Regions from separate parts of the Pan troglodytes genome. Here regions 2 and 3 are each linked to region 1. Evidence: chromatin contacts called from public Hi-C and HiChIP or PLAC-seq data. All regions are on one chromosome and are shown on one strand. Each heading gives the region's core, a stretch centred on a gene start, on an enhancer-like site or on the middle of the called end of the contact. The rest is flanking DNA. Distances are from core to core; before and after follow the strand shown.

Region 1 (3,229 bases), core at 199-2,698:
ACTCTTCCCTCCCAACTGCACCGGCCCTCTCCCTACACTGCTCCAGGGCAAAACGGTCCAGTGGGAAAACGGGAAAGTGAAAGGTGTACTCTACCCAGCCACGTTACCTGTGTGGAAGATAGGTATGGTGTTTCCTCCTTCTGGAAAAGGCCAGATCACCCTGTATAAAAACATCTTTGGGACTTCAGAGTCCTGCTCTTTCGGGGACTTTCCAGTAACATTTGGCCAGAGTTCAGGTTGGGGGGTACAGGGAAGAGTAGAAAGGGGCTATGAAGATCCAGCTGTCTTTCATGGTGGCCGGGGAGGGCCAGGAGCTCCCAAGTTCCTGGGAGCTTGGAGCACTCTGGAAGCTCTAGCCCCGAGGGTCAGGCAGATCACAGGACATAGGGCTGGGGCTCAGCTGTTACCTACCTTGCTTCAGTCAATCCCATTTCTATGAGAAAATGATGGAGGGGCCGCCTAAAGAGTCCTGGCCCTGACCCCCTCCCAGCGCTCCACGGTGAATGGCACGGGGCATCCGCAAGTCCAGCCTGCAAGGGGCCCAGCTGGCCGCCGGAGGCCTCCTGGGAGGCGGAGGAGGACCAGGGAAGATACAGCAGCCGGCCAAGGCCGCGGGAGGGAGGGAGTCAGGAGACTCCCATCAGCAGGCAGCCCTCTTCCAAGTTCCTCGAAGCCTCTGGGTCCCCTCCCGGGCCCCGCTTACGGCCTGCGTCCATTGCACCGACTCCCCAGCCCTTCCCTTATGTGACCAGGCACGGACAATTGGGAGCGCAAAAATCCAATGAACTGTCCAGCCAACTGGAGTTGGCAGGGAGATGGCCAGGACAAAGTTATCCAGACAAGACTTATCCATACTAGAGTCCTAGAATCTCCCAGGTGGAAGGGGTTCGAAAGTCAAACGCAGTTCCCTGGCCTCATTTTTCACCAGGGAAAAGAGAGGCCCGACACAGCGGATTCCTTTGTCATTATCTGTAAGCCGCATCCCTGGGGGCGGCAGGGCTGTCACCCGATGTCCCGAGTCCCAGCCCAAAAGCCCCAGCGCAGAGACAGCAGGGCCGCATCCCCCTGTCCCGCCAGGGCGCAGCGGAAGAAGCCGCCCCTCTGCCCGGCCCGGTCCCCGGGGCTTTGTCTAAGTTTGTCAACAGTGGAGGTGGAGGGCGGGCGCCGGGCAAACTTCCGAGCGGCGCGGGGAGGAGGGGCGAGGGGCAGAGGCGCGATCCACTCACCCAGGGCGACGAGGAGGCTGGGGGCGCAGAGCAGCGCGCCGCACAGCGCGGCCAGCAGGCGGGGGCGCGGCATGCTGCGGGGACGGGGGCGCTGGAATGGGCACGCCGGGCTGCTCAGACCCCGCGGGGTTCTGGCGCCTTCTCCTCCGGGACCGGAATAAATCAGGCGGCTCAGCACCTCCCACTGGCCGTGCGCTCCGCCCAAGCTGGCCAGAGGCGGACTGGGGGCGGGGCTCCGCGGCTGCGAGGGAATTGGTTGAAAGGAATTGGGGGGCGCGGGGGTGGTCCGCGATATCTGCCTCTTCCGCCACTGCCACACCGGCGTCCCGCGTCGTGCCAACGGCCCGGTCACGAGTCTTGAGTCTGTTGGGCGGGAAAAGTTCAGGAGTTTTGTTTTTAAGATTTTTAGACTTGAAAAGATGCTAACTCTTTATTCATAATCAGATAGATGCAAATTAAAACTACAATGAGCATCGTGTTTCCCTTCTCGGATCGGCAAGTATCAAGATGTTAACAAGGTTAGTGGAGGCTGTGGGGAACAGGTCCAAGCATGTTTCGCTGAAGACAGTATAAATTAGTTCAACTTCCCTAGAGGGCTATTTGGAAACACCTATCAAAACGACAAATGCTGACACCTTAAGACCTAGCATTTCCACATAGAGAGATTCATTCTACAGAAACTCCCATGTGCAAAATGACAGATATACAAAGATAGCATAGCAACATTGTCTGAAATGGTAAAATACTAAAAAAAAAAAAAAAAAAAAAAAAAAAAAAAAAAAAAAAAAAAAAAAATCAGCAAAGATTTCTGTAAAGGACCTAATAGAAAATGTTCTCTGATATGTAGGCCCTGAGTCTCTGTAGCAGCTATTCATCTCTGCCTTTGTTGCAAGAAAAGCACCATAGACAAAATGCGAGGAAATGGGCACCTGTTTGCCGAAAGGGAATAAAACAAAGCAATCCTGTCACCGTTGACTTTTTACTAAATGATTTGTACTTATCATGTGCAAATATTACCTGTTTACAAATAAGTGATTTTAATAATAGTGTTTTGGCTGGGTGCGTTGGCTCACACCTGTAATCCCAGCACTTTGGGAGGCCGAGGCACGTGGAACACCTGAGGTCGGAGTTCAAGACCAGCCTGGTCAAGATGGTGAAACCCCGTCTCTACTAAAAATACAAAAATTAGCCGGGCGCAGTGGCAGGTGCCTGTAATCCCAGCTACTCGGGAGGCTGAGGCAGGAGAATTGCTTGAACCCAGGCGGCAGAGGTCCCAGTGAGCCGAGATCATGCCACTGCACTCCAGCCTGGGTGACAGAGTGAGACTCCGTCTCTAATAATAATAATAATAATAATAATAATGCTTCAGGCCGGGAGCGGTGACTCAAGCCTGTAATGCCAGCTCTTGGGGAGGCCGAGGTAGGCGGATCACTTAAGCTCAAGAGTTCGAGACCTTCCTGGGCAACATGGCAAAACCCTGTTTCTACAAAAAAAGAAATACAAAAGTATTCCAGGCGCATGCCTGTAGTCCCAGCTACTCAGGAGGCTGAGGTAGGAAGATCGCTTGATCCCAAGAGGTCGAGGCTGCAGTGAGCCACGATTGCACCACTGCACTCCAGCCTGGGCAACAGAGCGAGACTGTCTCAAAAAATAATAACAATAGTAATAGTAATAAGTGTTTAAGTCAGACTAGCCAACAAACAAAATAGAACAGTCACACATCTCCCCTCCTAGCTGTGTTGAGACCTAAGTTGGGACTAGAGTCCACTGGCAAGATGCCCTTCTTAAAATATTCAGAAGGGGGTACTGGGCGTGGTGGCTCATGCCTGTAATCCCAACATTTTAGGAGGCCGAGGCAGGCGGATCACGAGGTCAGGAGATCGAGACCATCCTGGCTAACACGGTGAAACCTCGTCTCTACTAAAAATACAAAAAAAAATTAGCCGAGCGTGGTGGTGGGTGCCTGTAGTCCCAGCTGCTCAGGAGGCTGAGGCAGGAGAATG
Region 2 (3,229 bases), core at 413-2,912, 330 kb after region 1:
GCTCCTTAGTTAAGGAAGCCTGCACCAGGGTGAAAAACCGTTGTTGTTAATCTGAATGAATCTGTTCTTCTCTTCTTTTGCATATGTAACACTTATTAATGCAAATGGAAAACACAGATGATGCATTCGTGCAACAAGAGGAGACAAGAACCCTGAGGCATCAATGCCAGTGGGTAGACACACAGGCAATTCAGTAAGTACGTCTGGGATGCGCCAGTGGAGGCTCGGAGAGGCTAATGAGCTTGTTCTAGCTACCCAGACCCACAGATTGATGGCTGAATCCCAGAAGCAGCCTGGGAGATTTTGTGGGGAGATGAGGCAAAGTCATCTATTTCCTTGGCAAGGTAAAGGATTCCTTTCAGGAATCATCTTCTACCTCAAGCTGCCGTGTTTTAGTTAAACATCGCGGCTCTGTATTGGGACAGAAATGTAGAAGGAAAAAAATGCTGAAGGGTCACAAGCAAGGAGCAGGTCTAGACAGCTGAGAGGAACCATTCTCCTCCAATAGCTCTGTTTCTTCAATAACTGGCCATGTAGACCCGTTCTACCCCCGAGGGCTGGGAGTCGAGTCAGGTTCCAGACTGAATGCTCCCTGATCTTAGCATTCCTTCACTTGCCATCCCACAGGCACCTCAAATTTGGTGAGTCCAACTCTGAAGGGCTCATCATCACCCCATCATCCTTTTCCTGTGCTCCCTGTGTTAGTCAACTGCAGGATTAACTCCCCGCCCCCCAACCCCAGTCGCTCAAGCCTGAACATTCCTCAACAACGCCCACACCCCCTCAAATCCGGATATTTGGGCTTCCTAAATCTCTACCTCCTAATCTCTTTCACATGCAGTCCACTCCTTTCTGTCCCCATTGCCAAGGTTGGGCCACCACCACCTATCTTTGGGACAACTTACAGTCTTCTAAGGGGGGTCCTGCCTTCGGTCCGCCCCACCTGGCTCATCTCTTTTGAACAGTTTCTGCGGTACTCACCTGCCCGAGACAGCAGTCTACAATGCGAACACAGTCATGTCCTTCCCCTTCAGCGGTTCCCCACTGTCCCCAATATGAAAAGGAGTTAGAAACCCCTGTCTTCCCACTCCCACCGAGCACCTTCGCCTTCTGAACTGGCCAGGGGCTCTGTTGCTTGCTCGTTGCTCTCAGACCCTTTGCGCAAGGTGCTCCCTCAACCCAAAATAGAATCTCGGCCCACCCTCTGTCGGTGTTCGCCCCACTGTCAGTTGTTCATTTAACAAATATTCGCTGCTTTTGCCAGGCTATGCAATAAACGCTGGGGTTACGCAAGGGGAGCGCAAAACAAAACAAAACAGAGAACAAGCAAAAACCACAACTCCCAAAAGTCCATTAAGACCCCTAGCCACAGGGGGCTTACATCTGAGGGGTTACCGTCCCTTGGCACAAGGTGGAGTATGAAATCCGCCTCTGCCTTCCAGGCTTTTCCAGTGCCAAGACCTGCGGGGCCACCAATTGTGAGTCCCCTCCCGCACTGACTACTCCCTCAACAGGACACGAGGGAAGCTGAACCTGTCGGGACACCGCGCTGGGCACGCTCAGGTCCCACCGCGCGTGCTCATCGGCGGTCCCGAGCGCGAGTTCGGACAGGCAGCGCCCCCCTCCGACTGTGAGCTGGGACGCTCCCGCACGCTTCCCGGCACCCCTTCAGTCTTCATGGTACACCCTGCCCGCAGGCACCCGGACGGCGGAAGTGAGCCGTGGGGGCGGATCTTGTTGTTACGGGTAACGGAAGTGTGGCGGCCTTGGGTTGAGCGGGCTTTTTGGAAGTTTGTGGCGAAGGTGAGGCCCGAGGTGAGTGCAGAGCGGCTCGCGAGTTGCTCGGGCTGTCGGACTGGGCCCCTGGGAGGGAGCGGTTCTGTGGGGGAAAGGAGGCTCCTGTCCTGACTTGGCGTTCTGGTATTTTCTCTGGCGTGGAAAACGCGCTCCGCTGTCTCCCGCCGCCTGCCTCAGCTTTCGCAGTTCCCTCCTAGGGGAGTGCCTCGGTCGGAGCCCCTTCTGTTAAATTCTTCCCCCTTGGCCGAGAGTCAGCTCTTACTTCTGAGAAATTTCCCTTAACCTTGCTTTGCATTTGTTGTCCGGTCGCGGTCTCCATCACCAGCTGCTTCGTGTTATAGTTTTTGTATTTGCGCTCACGGCTTGTTAACTGAAGAACCCGGAAGGGAAGGCCGCGGCGTTTCCCGCCGGCGGGGCTCTGCCATTCTCGGATCTCGGCTTCAGATCTCTGATGCTCCCCAGCGTCTCTTGGCAAGGAATCTACTTCGCGTTCAGGGAATTCACAGCCACCCGCCTCTGGTCTTACCTCTGGTTTTAGGATGATTTTAGCAAATGTGCCTAGGTTGATTTAAACGTATTCCCCTCCGAAGCCGCCTGCCCCTTCTGGCTGGACACCTTTTTAGGTTGGTGTGTCCTGTTTGCATCCGGTAGTTCAAAGCATGGGATCTTGGAGTCTGGAGCTGGACAGACTCGGGTTTCACTTCTCTCTCTGCCACTTGGTAGCCTTCTAATCTTGGGGGAAATTCCCTAATCTCTGAATCCCAAAAGTTGTTCATCCAAAATGGGGCTAATATTACACCTACCTAGTAGGTGGTGTTGTGGGCGTCATGTTAATGAATGTAAAGTGCTGGGTTCGGTGTTTTCCCTATTATAGGGGTTCAATAATTTGTTCAACAAATATTTGTTACCTAGTTTGAGCTAGTTACTGTGCTAAGTGCTGGAGATACAATGATAAACAAAACCAGCTACGGCCCGTGTCCTTACGGGACTTATAGTCTAGTGGGAGATAACATTTGTTAATCTGATAATTACACATGTAATATTAAAAATTAGTGACAGTATGTAAGAGAGTTTACTGGTGCCATGAGAGGATGTACTAGGGGAACGTTTAACCTAGACTGAGCTTTTCTTTTTTTTTTTTGAGACAGAGTCTCCCTCTGTTGCCAGGCTGGAGTGCAGTGGCGCGATCTCGGCTCACTGCAACCTCCGCCTCCTGAGTTCAAGTGATTCTCCTGCCTCAGCCTCCCAAGTAGCTGGGACTACAGGTGCGTGCCGTCACGCCCAGCTATTTTTTTTTTTTTTTTTTTTTTTTTGTATTTTTAGTAGAGACGGGGTTTCACCATGTTGGCCAGGAAGGTCTGGATCTCTTGACCTCGTGATCCGCCCGCCTTGGCCTCCCAAAGTGCTGAGATTACAGGCGTGAGCTACTGCG
Region 3 (3,229 bases), core at 263-2,762, 260 kb after region 1:
TGGGCCCTTCCCTTATTTCTAAACTCTTGACTCTCTGGCATTAGACATCAAGCTGTGAGGAAGTACGTGAAATCACAGCATTGAATTCTCTTGCTGGGAGGAGGAAATCTTTAATGTCCAACTGGGTTTAATACAGGAACTTTTTTGTTTTTTAAACTATCTTTTGGATTAAGGCTGCAGTGAACCGTGATCATGCCACTGCACTCCAGCCTGGGTGACAGAGTGAGACCCTGTCTCAAAAACAAAACAAAAATTATCTCTTGGGCTGGGTACAGTGGCTCACACCTTTAATCACAGTGAGACCTCATTTCTACAAAAAATAAAAATAAATTAGCTGGGCATGGTGGCTCATGTCTGTAGTCCCGGCTACTCTAGAAGCTGTGCCCAGGAGTTCAAGGCTACACTGAGCTGTGATCATGCCACTGCACAGCGTGAGCTACAGAGTGAGACCCTATCTCTTAAAACAAACAAACATATATACAAACAATCTTTTGGAACCTTAAGGTAAGGTCAGAAAACTTGGTCTTGCTTAGAGGACGGGACTTCAGTCTTAGAAAGGAGGGAGACCCCATCTCCCTCCATCTAATTACACATTCCAATTGAGACACTTTTGTGAGTAAAAAGGGACTTTATTAATAATGTTATAATAATTCATAACTTTATTAATAACTGCATCAGAACAATACATTCCAGGACCCTCTTGGAGAGACTAGGATGTAGGGTTACCTACCTTTAGCATGCGTAGAGATCACCCATGATCCAAGACATCTCACTGTAAGAGCTTCAGGCAGTGATTTTTAAGGAACTTCTATTTTGTTTTTACTGCTTAATATCTTACAATCTTCTATTAGATCATAAACATAGGTGTTTCGATAAGCTTCTCATATCTACCATTTTCATTGGTGTAGACTCAATTTTGAATTGTATTCATAGTTATGAATTGTGTTGCCTCTGCATTAAACAGTTGAGTTTCATAATGGCAGAAGGGTACAATGGGAAGGGAGGAGGAAGAGGTGGGTGAAGGGAGAGAGAGAATGTGAAAGTGAAGGTAGTGAGTTTGCAGAACTCAGACATCGTAGTAAAACACCTGGCAAGATCGTCTGCTGAGAGCCAGGGGCCAGGAGCTTCAGGAAGTGTGTCAGGGAGTCATATCCAAAGCAGAACAGTGGCCAAGAGTGGTGAGTTCTGCACTTTCAGGATGATATCTGAATACTTAAACCTTTAGCCATAAGAGGGCAGTTTTAGGCATCCTATACCTGGGGAAACAAGGCTGAAAACACTCATTTTTTAAAATCCTTATTTCAGAGATAAGGGCAAGGCCAACTAATTTGATAGCACAAAGGGGCCTTAACTTTATTTCTACAGCTATTGTATTCCTGGATGACTCAGCTTTACGATAGTTTCCCCTTGACTTTAAGAAATGACTCACATACTTTTACTATGGAAGTGACAGGGGCTGCTAGGCCCCTAACCGCCCACCTGTCAGCGAGCCATGTTAGCTTAACTGTATTTTTCTCTTAGGCTAAACTTAGTGGGAAAGATATTCAAGTACCTCTTTCATGTCCCCTGCTTACTCATGCTGGCGAGTACTGTGTGCCTTCATTCCAGACGATTCAAACTTCCTTCTTATCCACCTGACATTTTGTGGCATATCCACAGATGCCAGGCATGGGCCTGGCATGGAACATACAGAGATGACTCAGAGTCTCCATCCACAAGGTAACACCAAGTCTCAGGTCCCTGTATTTTAGCCTATTTAGTCATGCTAGTGTCATTTGGGGAAGTGGCTGTTGAAATAATAGCATTCAGGCAGCCTTTGCCTTGTCCTTCTTTAGGTGTAGGGGCTTGAGAAAAAGGTGAGGGGTCTTTCCTGTTCCCAGCAAGTTGCCTTTCCAAAATGGCCGTGCAATACTCATCTGTCTAAGGCCCAGCTAGTGTTTCAGATTTCATCTTACTTTAAAAAGCGGCAGCAAGATTATATAGTTACCTAGTGCTAATCCCATAAGAATTAAATACATAGAGCCTCATTTAAAAACAGATTAACGTAGCTGTTAGTAATAACAGGCCAGGGAGAGGCCCAGGCACTAAAGGTGTTTGGTAACTGACATCAGGGGAGGTCCCAGGAGGACCTTCCAGAAGGCTGATCCTGGAGCTGGGCACCATGTCTTTGCCCTTCCCTTGCATGGGAGAGGTGGCATCTCTTCACAGAACATCCAGCAGTCTGTCTGACATCAGGCAGGGTTGGCCCTTTATCCAGATCAGATGTGTTTGGATTTAATTAAATTGAGGCTCCCAAAGTGCCTACACAATTAGCTGTAATTGCTCCTCAGTAGTGTAGCAAATCTGAGTTTTGTAACTGTCCCAATGACATCTGAACATCTGCTCTAGGTCTCAAATAATTAGTCTCAAACCTGAGTAATGATAGATGGGTCTAAAAGGAATCAAAGCTGGGTGCAGTGGCTCACACCTGTAATCTCAGCACTTTGGGAAAGGAAGCCAAGGTGGGCAGATCTCTTGAGCTCAGAAGTTCGAGACCAGCCTGGGCAACATAGTGGAACCTCCCAGGCAAGTTCCCCCATCTCTACAAAAAATCAGAAATTAGCTGGGTTTGGTGGCATGTGCCTATAGTCCCAGCTACTCAAGAAGCTAAGGTGGAAGGACGTCTTGAGCTTGGGGAGGTCAAGGCTGCAGTGAGCCATGATCATGCCACTGTACTCCAGCCTAGGGAGACAGAGCGAGACCGTCTCAAAAAAATAAGAATAAAAATAATAAAAGGAATCAAATGGTTGGGGGGAGTAAGATGTTTAATAATTGAAGCATAAATCTCTGGAGTACTATTACCTAAGTAGATTTGTGATATAAGGCAAGGGGCTTGGGCCTTGGGGTTGACATGGTCCAAAGTCTAGCGTTGGACTTTGAGTAGACACGGTCATGAGTAGACATGGCCCTACTCATTATGTGAGGGTGGACAAGTCATTTCATCTCTTTAAATCTGCTTCCTTGTCTGTGTTTAAGTTCCTAGAAGAGAGGCTGAACACTGTACATCTGTTGTTTCATCCATTCATTTAGGTAACACTGATTGAGTGCCCACCAAGTATCTGGCCTCACAGATAAAGTGGTGAACAAGAGCAAGAATATCTTTGCTTCATGGAGTTTATAATCTAATAGAGTCTCATTCAATGTTGGAACAAAACATAAAGATATAATTAGCTAAGAGATGACAAAATTA

The links. Hi-C and Micro-C count contacts between places; a contact is called where the count stands out from the background. HiChIP or PLAC-seq counts read pairs in DNA pulled down with a chosen protein or histone mark.
Region 2: a contact with region 1 is called in an H3K4me3 HiChIP or PLAC-seq map of stem cell-derived excitatory neurons, with 2.8 times the contacts expected there. The contact joins the promoter of FANCI here to the promoter of MFGE8 in region 1. A contact is called at or near these places in 1 of 7 Hi-C or Micro-C datasets (stem cell-derived neural progenitor cells) and 1 of 1 datasets of contacts at active chromatin or transcription factors (stem cell-derived excitatory neurons).
Region 3: a contact with region 1 is called in a Hi-C map of a lymphoblastoid cell line, with 3 times the contacts expected there. The contact joins the enhancer-like site here to the promoter of MFGE8 in region 1. A contact is called at or near these places in 3 of 7 Hi-C or Micro-C datasets (induced pluripotent stem cells, a lymphoblastoid cell line and stem cell-derived neural progenitor cells), 1 of 1 datasets of contacts at active chromatin or transcription factors (stem cell-derived excitatory neurons) and 1 of 1 other capture datasets (stem cell-derived neural stem cells).

What each region holds. Positions count from the first base shown.
Region 1 is chr16:80,707,516-80,710,744 of NHGRI_mPanTro3-v2.0_pri, forward strand. It overlaps MFGE8 (milk fat globule EGF and factor V/VIII domain containing), which reads right to left and starts at 1,449. Exons shown (of 8, transcript XM_001165898.8): 1 at 1,227-1,449. The coding sequence starts at 1,299.
Region 2 is chr16:81,041,126-81,044,354 of NHGRI_mPanTro3-v2.0_pri, forward strand. FANCI (FA complementation group I) reads left to right here and starts at 1,663. Exons shown (of 38, transcript XM_510581.9): 1 at 1,663-1,803.
Region 3 is chr16:80,965,084-80,968,312 of NHGRI_mPanTro3-v2.0_pri, forward strand. All of the region lies in intron 6 of ABHD2 (abhydrolase domain containing 2, acylglycerol lipase), which reads left to right. Among named protein-coding and RNA genes, the nearest start is that of RLBP1, 72 kb to the right of the region's middle. Within about 2 kb of position 1,513, at least 2 of the 24 cell types and tissues checked have an H3K27ac peak or open chromatin away from gene starts, as enhancers often do. A contact at or near this core is called in a lymphoblastoid cell line, where this site is marked.